Linked DNA regions of Arachis hypogaea: region 1 is linked to region 2. A link is a contact called in public Hi-C data. All regions are on one chromosome and are shown on one strand. The core of a region is the stretch at or near the end of the contact, and the rest is flanking DNA. Distances in the headings are between cores, read along the strand shown. Region 1 holds the start of LOC140180387 (cation/H(+) antiporter 15-like). Region 2 has its middle 16 kb from the start of LOC112755222.

What was found. Hi-C and Micro-C count contacts between places; a contact is called where the count stands out from the background.
Region 1: a Hi-C map of leaf shows a contact between it and region 2, with 3 times the contacts expected there. The contact joins the promoter of LOC140180387 here to the enhancer-like site in region 2. A contact is called at or near these places in 2 of 8 Hi-C or Micro-C datasets (leaf and an unstated tissue).

The regions. Positions count from the first base shown.
Region 1 is chr16:138,037,658-138,044,233 of arahy.Tifrunner.gnm2.J5K5, reverse strand. It overlaps LOC140180387 (cation/H(+) antiporter 15-like), which reads right to left and starts at 2,110. Exons shown (of 2, transcript XM_072221288.1): 1 at 1,627-2,110; 2 at 1,163-1,478. The coding sequence starts at 2,110. The coding sequence ends at 1,465. LOC140180388 (a long non-coding RNA gene) reads left to right here. Exons shown (of 2, transcript XR_011874589.1): 1 at 1-483; 2 at 1,639-3,067.
Region 2 is chr16:137,981,204-137,987,881 of arahy.Tifrunner.gnm2.J5K5, reverse strand. No RefSeq gene overlaps it. Among protein-coding and RNA genes, the nearest start is that of LOC112755222, 16 kb to the left of the region's middle. Within about 2 kb of position 4,916, at least 3 of the 3 cell types and tissues checked have open chromatin away from gene starts, as enhancers often do.

The DNA.
Region 1 (6,576 bases), core at 861-3,360, 59 kb before region 2:
CGATAATGTATTCGATAATGGCTAGATCGACCTTCGATCAGAATCTTCTTTTTTTTTTCTTAGACGAGTATGAATACGAGGCAAAACATAACTATGGCCCCTGTAGATGGAACAACAATGCGGCGAGGCTCCATTTCCTCATCGGCGGCTTTGATGGCTGCAGTACCAAAGAGCCTTATTATGAGTTGTTGCTGAAGATAACGATGAAGATCCAAAGTTATTAACTTTCGGTGGTTAATCTCAATGGGTTTGCTTCAATTTCATCTTCTGACATCTCCATAGGTGAGGAAGCTAACTCATTAATAGTTGCATTTGGATGATAGGTGGCAATCATCAAAACTATGTTTCTACAAAACTGAACCTGACCATGGAAGTCTTTAGCAGAAAGATGTTAATTGAAATCCAAAGATTTGAACTTTGAGAAACATTTGATGATGGGTGTTCACTGTTCATCGAAGTCTCAGTTTTGGTTCATGGCTTCCAGTTAAGTCTTGGTACTTTTTTGCATTTTTGCAAATTATATGATGAATTTGGGATTTAAATTATGACTAATTTCTCAATGGATGCATCTAAGGTTAAGTCTAAATTGGAAGGTAATATTGTTAATACACATCCAAATGGTTCAACTCTTGCATCCAGTTAGATCAAGGAAGAGGTAGAAAGGAAAGAGACAAGGAAAAAAGAGTTAAGTCTCAGTTTAGTATTTGATATTGGGGAGTTGCACCTATTTAGTTTCTCTTTTCAATTGCTATAATAGAAGTATCAATTTTATAATATATTTAAATTTTTTTTCGAACTAAGGAATAGTATTTTTTTTTTGTGCTATTTAATTATTTTTTTAAATAATATTTCAGCTGTTTTGTTCATATATTTTTTGTAATCTTTTTTAAAGAAATTTTGAATGTGTTTTTTAAAATGTAATTCAATTGCCTGTGTGTTCTAAAGTCTTTTTTAATGGATGAAGGATGTTATTTTAAAGATTTTTTCACGGTTGTTACAAATTATATTTTATTATTATTATGTTAATTGATGTTATTATCAAAGGTTTAGTGTTTTTTTTTCATACTATTTCGGCTATTTTTTAAATATATTTTCTGGAGTCTTTTATAAGATAATTTCGGAATCATTTTTTACTATGTATTTTAATGGTTTTTGGCCTTAGTGTTCTATATTCTTGTCTTTTATGCAAGGTTTTGAAAACCGGACCGGTCATCAAACCGTTCTAATGACTGGTTCACTGGTTTACAGGTCCAACCGGTCTAACCAGTGATTCAACCGGAAAAACCGTTTTAAAATAAAATAATAAATAAATTATAACCAATACATAAAATATCTGTTCCTATATTTTGCATTGTTCTGTTCTTGTATGATATGTGCCTTTTTCTTGGCTTGTGGATCAATGCCACTGTGTGTGAGATGATTGTTGTCATCAGAATTGTTACAAGAACCATGATTGAAAATACTTCATCGCCCAATACCTACTTACATACATAATGAATTGAATCAATAATATGCATGATGGGTATACGTGAATTAATTTATAAAAAGTTAAAACATGCATCATATAATTGAGCACTATAATTTCAATGAAGCCTTTAGTATTCATAAGCAGACCAAGAATTACACCTTCCATGACAGGTATTTGGAATAGGAGAGAAACAACAAGAGGAACCATCAAGACCACAAATCCCCATCTAGTGGTTCCCTTGATCAAGGTGAGATTAGTCTTGAGGCCACTGATAGCAAAGAAGAGAGGTAGCAGAAGGCCAGAAACAAAGTCCTCAAGCTTCTCAATGATAGCAGCAGCAAGTGGTCCATTTGGAATAACCAAACCATAAACAAATGCACCAAACACAGCATGTGCCTCAAGTGCATCAGTGATAAAAGCAGAGATCATAACACCAGTAAGTACAATGCATATCTGTGTTTCACTGAAGGGTTGTTCCTCTGGGGTTTTATGTATCATCCATGACACCAGAGGCCTAAAAACAAGAATGCAAACAACAACAAATGCAAGACTTGACAATAGAACCCAGAGAGAAGCATAAGAATAACGAGCTTTCCTCTCTGACAAGGCAATGCCTACAGCTAACAAAGCCCAAGCACACATGTCATAGACAAAACAGCAACCAGCAATTACAAAACATTACAAGAAAATTTCAACAAAAATTTCAGAAATTAAAAAAACTAAAACAGAGTAGCAGAACTAAATCAATTATTTGATTTCAAAAAATCCATTCACAATTTCACATTCAGCTATCAGTAAACAGAGCATAAAAGGAAGAAGAACCGAAATGATGAAAGTAGGGCCACTAACCTTCGACGGAGAGAAGGACGGCGAGCGGCGAGACGACGGAGAGCGGAGACCCAACGGCGAACTGCTCCAAGCCTCGAACAGAGAAGCAGAGGAAGAGAGGGCTTGGGTTCTGGACAGGGGGAAGAGGAAGAAGCGGAGGCGCTGACAATACGGACGGCGGCGACACTGCGGTAGAACTATTGAGGAAGAACCTAGGGCTAGGGTTTTGAAGCGCGGCGATGGAAGCGCGGCTGAGCAGACAAAGACGACGGACGCCGAACTCGAGGAAGCAACCGCGATCGGTGACAGCGAACAGGGGTTGAAGACTTGGAGTACGAGAGAAGCTAGATGACGGATGGCAAACTTTGAGTGCGACGGACGGCGGCAGTATGCCACTCCTTGTGGCGGTGGTGTAGGCTTACAGTGCTAGGGTTTTGTGGTTGGGGTTGTGTGATTTCTGACTGAAAGAAAGGGAGAACGGGAGAATGGGAGAAAGAAACGAAGAGCTTCCCTTTTTGTGTAAACCGGCCGGGTTCCGGTTCGGTCTGACCGGCCGGTTCTCGTCTGGTTCAACGGTTTTTTGTCGGTTTACTGATTATCGGTTTTATATGCCTGACCGGACTATTAATATTATCGGTTCGCAGTTAAACCGGTCCGACCGGCCGGTCCGGTCCGATTTTCAGAACCTTGTTTTTATGTGTTATGGATGTTAGTTTAAGGATCTTTTTAATTGTAATGCATATACAAACCTAAAACTTTTACATACACAAACCTTTGTTTAATCTATTCTATTATATAAAAATCGGATGTCTGCACTTAATGATGAAGCTGACATGGCATATTTCGAAGAATGTTTTTCGATTTAATTGTTTTAACTCATTCAATATAATTTATTGCACTGACTTAATTATATCAACTAATTGATTTGATTAGATATTTAAATATTAATATAATTAATATAATTTATTATAATTTATATTACTTAATTAATTATATTACATTAATTATAATTCGTTATATTAGTGAATTAGTCTTTTCATTTATAAAGTCTAAAATAAAATAAATAAATTGTTATTATTCTAATTAAATTTATTTATATACTATGTATGAATTAACGTTAATTCATAAAACATAGAACTTGTGGATTGTGATAAAAACGCAAATCAGAAAAAAAAACGCATATAATTATAGAAGAATTAAATTTATCCTCTTTATTTATTTTTAACCATCGTTTTAGATTTTAATTTTTTTTAAAACCAGTGATAGTGAAATTTTATTGATGCTAGATAAAATTATAAATTTTTGCTCTTTCAATCAAATCATACCACATACAAAAATAAATTAAATAAATCGAATTTGTATTTCTATATAAATCGAATTGAATAAATTCGATTTAGACAAATACATAGTAAATTGAATTCATAAGGTTCGAATTATATGTAACTTCTGAATAATTATAATGTTATGGGTATTTTATATAAAAATTAATACAAAAATAATTTAAATTCTATACAATATATTTTTTGTGTATTTATGAGCTATTAAAAATGAATGAAAAAATATTGTATGAAATTTGAATTTTTTTGTATGGGTTGTTGTATAAAATACTAATATCATTATATTATTTATTTTGAAATAGAGTACAACTAAGATTTTACTAACAATTTTAAATAAAATATTTTTATAAAGTTTTAAAATTTTTTATTATGAGCACTTTTTGTAATTATTATAAATAATTTTATAAAATTTAAAAATGGCTTAATAGATGTTATGAGTAAACCGTCTGACAAAAAAACTGATTATAAAACCGGTCGTATATGTGATTAATCGGTGAACCATTAGAACTGGTCGATTTTTTTAAAGGGTTTCCAGTTTGTTAATAACTCCTCCAAACGGTGCCGTTTTGACTTAAAAAAAAAAACTGATTCCCCAACGGCTTAAGCCCATAACCCATTCCCACTCCCACACTCCTCTCCTCTCCTCTCTGAAATTGACGTGAAATTTTGAAATTGAAAGAAGAATCCTAGCTCCCCAAATCGCGAGCCCGCAGCCGCCGCAGTGTCAGACTGAGAGAGAGCGTGCTGAGATAAAAGAAGAAACTATTATAGTTAAAGCAATAGCAGAGGCTGAAGGTCAAGCGCATGAAGCAATTGGCTGAGGATCATAAAAGGAGAATGCTTATAGAACGGATGCAGGGTGAAAGAGATAAATGGCTTGCTGCGATCAACACATCCTTTGGTCATATTGAAGGTATGCAACTGTTAACAAACCTTTTGGGAATTATATCAGATTAAGAAACAAAAAATTGGTGCTATATATCAAATCTTATTCTCATACCCTTTTTATTCTGTACGTCTTGAAATGCCAGTATTTATGATACAGAATGATTTGCCAACATACAAAAATAAAATAATTTCATGCCTTTTCGAAACTTCTTGTGATTTACAGTACTTAATTATTGCATGTAAATACGGTGATTTCCTCTTCAGCATATATTACTTCTTATTTTGATTTTTCAAAATTAAACCCTATTTTGCCATGTAAATAAAACACAATAAATGTTGGCCGTTAATTTCTATCCTAATTTTGATAATTATTTTATTTTATTGATATGATTCAGATTCTTTAATCCTGAATAGTCCAAAAACTTTCGTCTTTTTTCTTAGTTGGATTTTGATAGAAACGTCAAAATTTTTGCAATCCTTACCAATACTGGGGCTGAACAGTGCTGTGACTCTCTATAAATATAGCATGGATGATCACCATACTTACTGTTTATCTGTAGTGAAATTCATAATATTTGAGTAATTTTGTTGTGGCAGGTAGCAATGGCAGCTAGGTGAGTTCATGTGCCATGTGGTGAATTTTACAATATTTTTTTTTATCTTTCACTAAATATGAGGACTTTGATTTTTAGGTATGATCTCATCAAGTGTATCAATGCTGGTCCAAAGTATAAGGTGTGAAAACTCAAAGTACGTGTCATTAGACTTTGGACCGTTTCTCACTTTACAAATTCTGGGGTGAAGGCACCTATTGAGATGGTTGTCCTTGATGAAGAGATAAAATCTTCTCTTTGCATTTGAGATTTATTTTTGTAATGAATGAGCAATAAACCTCATTTATCTATGACTCTATAAAACTAATGCATTCAGGGGGATACAATTCAATGCTCTATTAAAGGCATATTTGTTCCTATCTTCGAGGACCTACTCGTTGAGGGCAACGTGTACGTAGTCAATAATTTTGTAGTTACTTTGACTACCATCAAGTTTAAGCCTACTAGACACGAATTTAGAATCAACTTCAAGAGGGGCACGATTGTGCGTCCGGTACAAGACTCTTCAGTTCCATTGAACGGATTCAATTTTGTTCCGTTAAAAAAAATTCATGCAGAGTCTAAAAAAGATAGTTATTTAGTTGGTAAGTACTTTGTTAGAGTAATCTATAACGCATGTGTTGTTTAATTCTTTGAGGTCTATATTTAACGCAAAATAATTTATCATAATTTTTGTATTACATAATATGTCTATATTTAATGTACGTCATTTGAATTGGCTGATGCATCATTTTTTGTTATAGGTATAGTACTAAAAAAATTATATTATTTAGTAAAATTATTCTTCAATTTGTTATTGGCTTTGTTTTCTATTATTATGCGTTTTATTTTAACACATCTAAATACAGATTTCATATATATAGCAACTAAAGAATTAGTACCTTTAATGAAATTGTTGGTAACAAGTAATAACCTATTTATTTTTTGTTTCTTCACGAACTTCGATTTCTAGGCTCTAACTATTTATTAACAGTCTTTTATATTTTTATTTTTAAGAAAATTACAAAAATCTGATTTCAACATGGATGAAACTTTGGAAAAGATATGTCATTTTTGGACAAAAGTTTGAGCAGATAGAGTTTTGTTAATGGAAAGATTGGTGCCTTTATTTTTTAGATGTGATAGGTCAGCTTGCCTCTAAGTGTAACTTGGTCGAGTTCACACGGGACGGGAAGCCGTCAAGTTATATCACGATAGAACTTGATGATCTTGAGTAATGCTTAATATCTTTTTGATAGTGGCTTTTGTTTTAAAATCTTATTTTGCAATTTTGTGCCTCTCTTTACTTTACAAGTATTGCTATTTCTTATAGGGGTGGATAGAAATTAAGGGTAACGTTGTGGCAGAATTTTGCTTTTAACTTGCTCAAATATTTGGAGGAACACCCGTGTCTTACCTATGTGGTTATTCTCCAAATGAGTAAGATGAAATTTTATAGTGG
Region 2 (6,678 bases), core at 3,667-6,166:
CTTTGAAAGTTTATAAATTTTGATTATGGATTGGTATTGAGGTGCAACTAATTAGAGGTGAAAATTAAGTATGTTTAGCATATGTAATTTAAATTTCAGGACTGTCAATGTTTTACTAAGTGAATTATGGGACTTGAAAGAGGATATGCTCATTGGCTTTTAAAACAGAATTCTGCAGAAAATTACTCAACTTCCAAGTAACATAACTTTCTCATTAAAAATGGTATTGACCTGGAACCAATTGCAAAAGAAATCTGGATGAGAGAAGTTGAAGCATGTTAATTTTAAGGTCATTGGATTTAACTTGGATTTTATATTGAATTTTGAATATCACATGCTGCTGTTGTTTTCTGATTTTTAAGCACTGCAGAGCATTTTTCTTCTATTCTCGAAGCTAGAATAAGTGAAAAATTATGATTTTTAGTTTAATAGAAAGCTTAATCCAAAATGGTCGTATGGATATAAAGTTTGTGCAATTCCGAGTTTATTTGATATTTTAAAAACAAGATTGTAATTTGGCTGCCGATGATTGTTTTGGTGACTACCTTGGGTATGAGATTTAAGAATTGATTTTTATACTATTATCAAATGTTTTTGAGAGTATATTGTTGTAACAATTGCTGATAAAAGGCTGGTGAAATGTTGAGGATGAGAGTGACTATGATGAGGTTAAAAGTGAGCTGGACACTATATTCCAGGGACTTAGTTTATTTAAAGAGTTTTGTCCCGGCAAGGACGGTGGTTTGATCCCGCTTGTCGTGGTTATTGTGCATATGCAGGGATGGTGGTTTTATCCCACCTGCAATAAGGATGGAGGTTCTACTCCGCTCACGTATGGGTGAATTGTTTAGCAAGGACAGTGGTGTGATCCTGCTTGCATATTGTTTTATGTTGGGCAAGGACGGTGGTTTAATCCCGCTTGCAGATTGATTTGTGAATGCAACCCGAGCAATGATGGTGGTGTAATCCCGCTTGTTCGAGGTGTCCAGTAAGGATGATGGTTTAATCCCGCTTACTGTGGAGGAAAGGACGATGGTTTAATCCCGCTTGCGTGTTCCGAGCAAGGATGGTGGTTTAATCCCGCTTGTTTATGGAACCTACGGATAAGGATGGTCGTTTAATCCCGCTTATCCGAGTCGGGTCTGGCAACATAACCGACGCGTGAGCTCATGGCCAGTAGGACAGGCATGCATCATTTGTATCTATGTGACATTGATTGGGTGTGTTTATTGTACATGTGGTTTGCCTATGTGATTATCTTTATTTAACTGCTATTTGTTATAATTTCTGTAATTGAATCTTGTTGTGCTTGAACTTCATTATTTGTGTTTGCTATTATTGTGCTATTTTGAGACCTTGTATATATAGAAGTTGAGATGATATGGGGTGAACTTGAGACTGAAAGAAACATGATAAGTAAAAGGTGAGAGAACTAATAAGAGATAGTTTAAGAACTTGAGGTTTATTGGAGAGAGAAAAGTCGAATGAAAATCAAAGGTGCGTGAGTGTAGTTAGTTAGTATATTTCTGGTTTCTGGTTTAGTATACCTTACTGTTTTCTGGTTTAGTATATTTCTAGGCTTAGATTTCTTTGTTGTTGAAGTGTTAGGATTGCCTAGAGGTTTCGTGTAGTCTTTACATAGTCTCTGCTTTGGAACTGTTACCCCTATTGAAAACCCCGAAAGGGATGATGTTCTCACCCGTTTCGGGGATTTTCATCTTACAGGTATTGGACGTGATACACCTTGTTGAGCATGCAGATTTTGCTTTTAGGAAGCGAAGATTGTCTTTTAGGAATTTTACTTTTGCTTAGATATTTTAAATATTCTCCACTACTGTGTTTTATAACTTATATATCCCTGTTAGAGGTTGATTATGGAGAAACATGATTTATGTTTATGATTTTTAGTCCTACTTTCGGGTTGTATTATATTAACTAGTCGGCCTTATCTTCGCAGGTTAAGACTAGTGTTGTTATGTATACTTTTTGAATCATATATATATATATATATATATATATATATATATATATATATATATTTATTCTTCGGTCATTTTTGGTTATGTATATCGCCAGTTTCTGAGTATGATGCGATTTTGCTTATGTCTTTTCTTCATGGGCTCCTAGTATATCAAATTCCTTCCATTATATACGTATGAATTTTATTTTTAAAAGTTGTGATACTTCACCACCATTGATTTACGACCTAGGCGTAAAGCTCTATGTGGTAGGGTGTTACATTATGGTATCAGAGACGGAGCCTGGATCGATGTGCCTGCAAGGGCGCTGGGCTCTCTTAGGGGGGTGGATTGTAAGGTCCCACGTTGGTTGGGGAGGGGAACGAATCATGCCTTATAAGGGTGTGGATACCTCTTCCTAGCATGACGCATTTTGACGAGTGAGCGCGGGGGGCTTTGACTATCGTCCCTATCGTCAAAGGCAAAACCGTGAGGCCTTGTGTGCCAAAGCGGACAATATCGTGCTAGCGGGTGATCTGGGCTGTTACACAAATAGTATTTTTATTTTATGAAATACAATTTATATAACGGAAAAACACGTATGTATACACCAAAATTAGCCACTACAATAAAATACATGTTAAAATACAAATATATATTGAAAATAAATTGAACAACATATATATTTATTCACAAAAATATATTAATGGCTGATTTTAGTGTACAAATAATATTTATGATATATTTTTACAGAGTTGTGCTACATGCACACCAATTTCAGCCACTAATTTCAGCCACTGTATACATACATAAGTACAGATTTTAAAAAAATTAAAAACAAAGTCCACTCTTGCTCTTTACACGCACTGAAACCTACCTCCCTCTTTCTCCTTCCCTCACTCTCACTCTCAGGCGCGATTCTCCTTCCACATTCTCACTCCCAAGCGTGATTCTCCTTCCCTCTCTCTCCGGCGACACAATTTTCCTTTGCTCTCTCTTCAATGTGGCACGATTCTTCTTCGCTCTCTCTCAAGTGCGGTTGTGATACTCTTTCTTCTCTCTTAAGCACGATGCTCTCTGTCTCAGGCGCGAACTTCTTTGACTTCATTTTTCTTGTATTATTCTGCAAGGTAAGCTTCTATTCCTTGTGTTTTTTATTATTGCACTTTCGATTTTAGGTCACATGCTTCATTTTAGGTCACATGCTCCTTGAAACAATAATACAAGTTCTAATGATACAAGTGACGAGGATGAGAACAACTTTTATGACAAAAAATGAAACATTGGTTCAAAGGTGCATCAACTACTCATATAAGTCCTTGAGTTGATGTTGTAGCAACTGGTTGACAACTTTCCTTGTTGCAAGCTAGCTTATCAATGTGTTTTAGCATATTCTACTTTCTTCTCTTTATGTTTTTGTAATTTGATTATTGCATATTCTACTTAGTTCATTGTTTCGGACTACAATCTAAAATGTTAATGTGTTATGATCTCAATTTTAAAGTGTTTTTTACTTGATAAATTGTGAAAGCATTATCAACTAGGTTTTATTTTTTAGTATTGGATTTTTTTGTCAATAATTCTTTGTTTTTGTGATCCTAAAATCATTTGACAAATTTAAATCTTCAACCATTGTTGCTTGTGTCTTGTGTTGGACGTCTACATTTGATTTGAGAGTTACCTTTTCTTGGATTTGTCATGCTGAAGGTTTTCTCATAACAAGATTTTGCTCTATAATTTAGACCCTGTTTGAATATAGTTTAGTTATAGCATTGAACTTTGATTTCGATTATTGAGTTTGATTATTACTATGAGCTTGTTTGATTATAACCGAATTTTGTATTATGATTTAAAGCGTGTTTGATTAAAATCTAATTATAGTATATGAGTTAGGTTAATTATGATAAATGTTTCTTTCCCTCTTCTGAGCGAGGTTGAGGCCTCCGCTGCTTCCGCTTTGCTTGTGTTCAGTTTGTGGTGGGGAGCTAATCAAAGCTCAAAAGAAAAAAAGAAGAAGGATATTTTTTTTCTGCTACAGATGACTTCTTCAAAGACGTTGACTCAAAGCAGCAGCAACATGAATTTTCAAATGCAAATACACATAAGAAGACATCTTATCTAGAACGTAGTATATTATGAGAAGTTCAACATCACACCATTAGAGAGCTTAGGTGTTTATTGGAAATTTTTATCATTATTTATACTTGATTCTTTTACCATATTATATTCTCCTATACTAGGAAACAGAATTATATAAAATTGATTATGTGTGTAACACATGTTGCCGTTTCTCCAATTATCCTCTATGTATGAAAGAATTTGTAGAGACTTGTAGGCTTGTAGCTACTCTTGTGATGAATCAATCATTTGAATCGTTAGTTCCCTTATGATCTTTAATCTTTTCTGTGGTAGTTTCAATGTAACAAGATTTTGTACTATAATTTAGAGCATATTTGATTATAATATGATTATAGTATTAAACTTTGATTTCGATTATTGAGTTTGATTATTATCATAGATGTGTTTGATTATAATAAGATTTTGTATTATGATTTAGAGTGTGTTTGATTATATTATGATTATAGCATGAGTTTGAACTCTAGTTTGAATGCTAAGTTTGATTATTATCTTGAGTGCGTTTGATTATAACTGAATTTTATAATATAAATTTGGAGTGTATTTGATTATACTCTAATTATAGCATGAATTTGAACTTTGATTTGGATGATTCTTGTGTTTAGTTATTACTTTGAACACATTTGATTATAATCGAATTTTGTAATATGACTTAAAACGTGTTTGATTATAATATAATTAAAACATCAGTTTGAACTTTGATTTGAATTCATAAGTTTATTATAATTGGATTATAGTTAAAATAACTGATGACGATTAAGACTTAGGACACACACTCTTCAACACAAAAACTAAAAGAAAACAAAAAGTGACACATTTTATGGGCTAAGATTCAAGATATATATTCACTTTTTAATGTTCAATGAGTATATCTCCATAATCTGTTGTTGGGTTTAGCAAACAATAATAATATTTTTGGTAATGATAAACATAATTGTAAATGGGTTGATAGCCCAAAAGTGTTGTGATGTGTCATTTAGTGTTACAGGCTTAAGCGTTAGTATGCAGCCCAAAACAACGAAACTAAGCACCTGAACCATAGCTACTTGGATCAAGCTTTCATTCCAGCGCATTGACTTCATGAAAAGAATAACATCTAGTTGATGGTGGTGTTATGATGATTCAGGTATGGCACAAAGAAGAAAGAGAATATCATTTTCCCATTAAGCACGAAAGAGGAAGAAAGAAAAAACAAAATTTTGGTGGCTATGTCAAATTAAAATTAGAGCCAAAAGCACAATGTTCGAGTAAAGTTAAATCAAAAGAAAAAGGTAAAATATTTTCATAAATATACAAGTTAATTACTTGTTGATTTCACCTTCTCTTCTGCAAAATCATTTCGGGTAACATGAAGAAAGTGGAGGTTACTTTAATCTTCTATGAATTAATAATTTTTGGGGTCAAAGCACTAGATTAAGGGTTTGGATTTGGATTTGAAAAATTCATCAAAGAAGCAAGTTGCTATTGCTTATCTCTCCTCTGTTATGCTTAACTTTGATATCTAATCCCTGATTTTCTGGTCTAATGGAAGAAAAAGAAAGGGAGACTTCAGCTGGCTCAAGATTCAAGGAGCTGACTTTGGGAAGCAAGTCCTAGATATGGAAACAGAACTGAATACAAAAAAAATTAATTTTAGTTTTGTTCAAGGAGAGAGAATCAGAAACAGTGTTTGATTGAGAGCTTCTCTACTGTTCTTGCTCAACGTTTTGAACAATATTTCTACATCAAAAAAATATTTTGCCAAGATGAAGAGCTTCACATGAGAGGGCTAAATCTGGTTCATCTTATAGCTTCAGAGTTGTTTAACATCATCTCCTTTATGGTCAATCATTGAATATTTTGTTTGTATGTTTTATCTTTTTTTGTTTCACTTTAGTGGTAAAAGCCATATATGTAAGACATTAAGAAAAAACCATTGAAAGAAAAGGAAAAGAGAGGTACTTAGAGAGAAAAGCTAAGATGTATGGCTTATCTCTTTTGATTGTATTTCTGTTTCGTATCATGTACTCGTGAGATATCTTTTTCTAAGTTGGGTGAGTACTTAGTGTGTTGAGAGTCTAGAAAATGAACTTAGCCAAGTCAAGCTTAGATAGATGCTTGATTTGTCCCTGATAGGATTAGGTTGAATCCTTGGGAATTGGTGTATGTAATACTTAAAAAGATAGTGAAAATTCTACCATTTTTGTGGTAGAGACTGGATGTAAACTGCATTGTACAAGGTAGCTGAACTAGGATACATGACTGTGTCATCTTCTTCTTTCTTGCTCTGATTCTGTTTTCAAGTGTTATGAGACAAAATAAAATTGTCTCCTGCATAATCAATCTCGTAGTCTAAACAGAAGCCTGGATTTTTTTCTGGTTTGAGGATTAATTAATCAAGTTTAAAAGAAGGCCATAGATTCAACCCCCTCCTCTAGGCCATCAAGAACCTTCAATTGGTATCAGAACTTGGAGAAAAAGTCAAATGGCTAACAACTTGGGTGTAAATGTTGTGGCCTACACTCTTATTGAGGGTCAGTCAAATAGCAGGCCTCCTTTCTTCAATGGGAAGAACTACACCTACTGAAAGAAAAGGATGTGGATA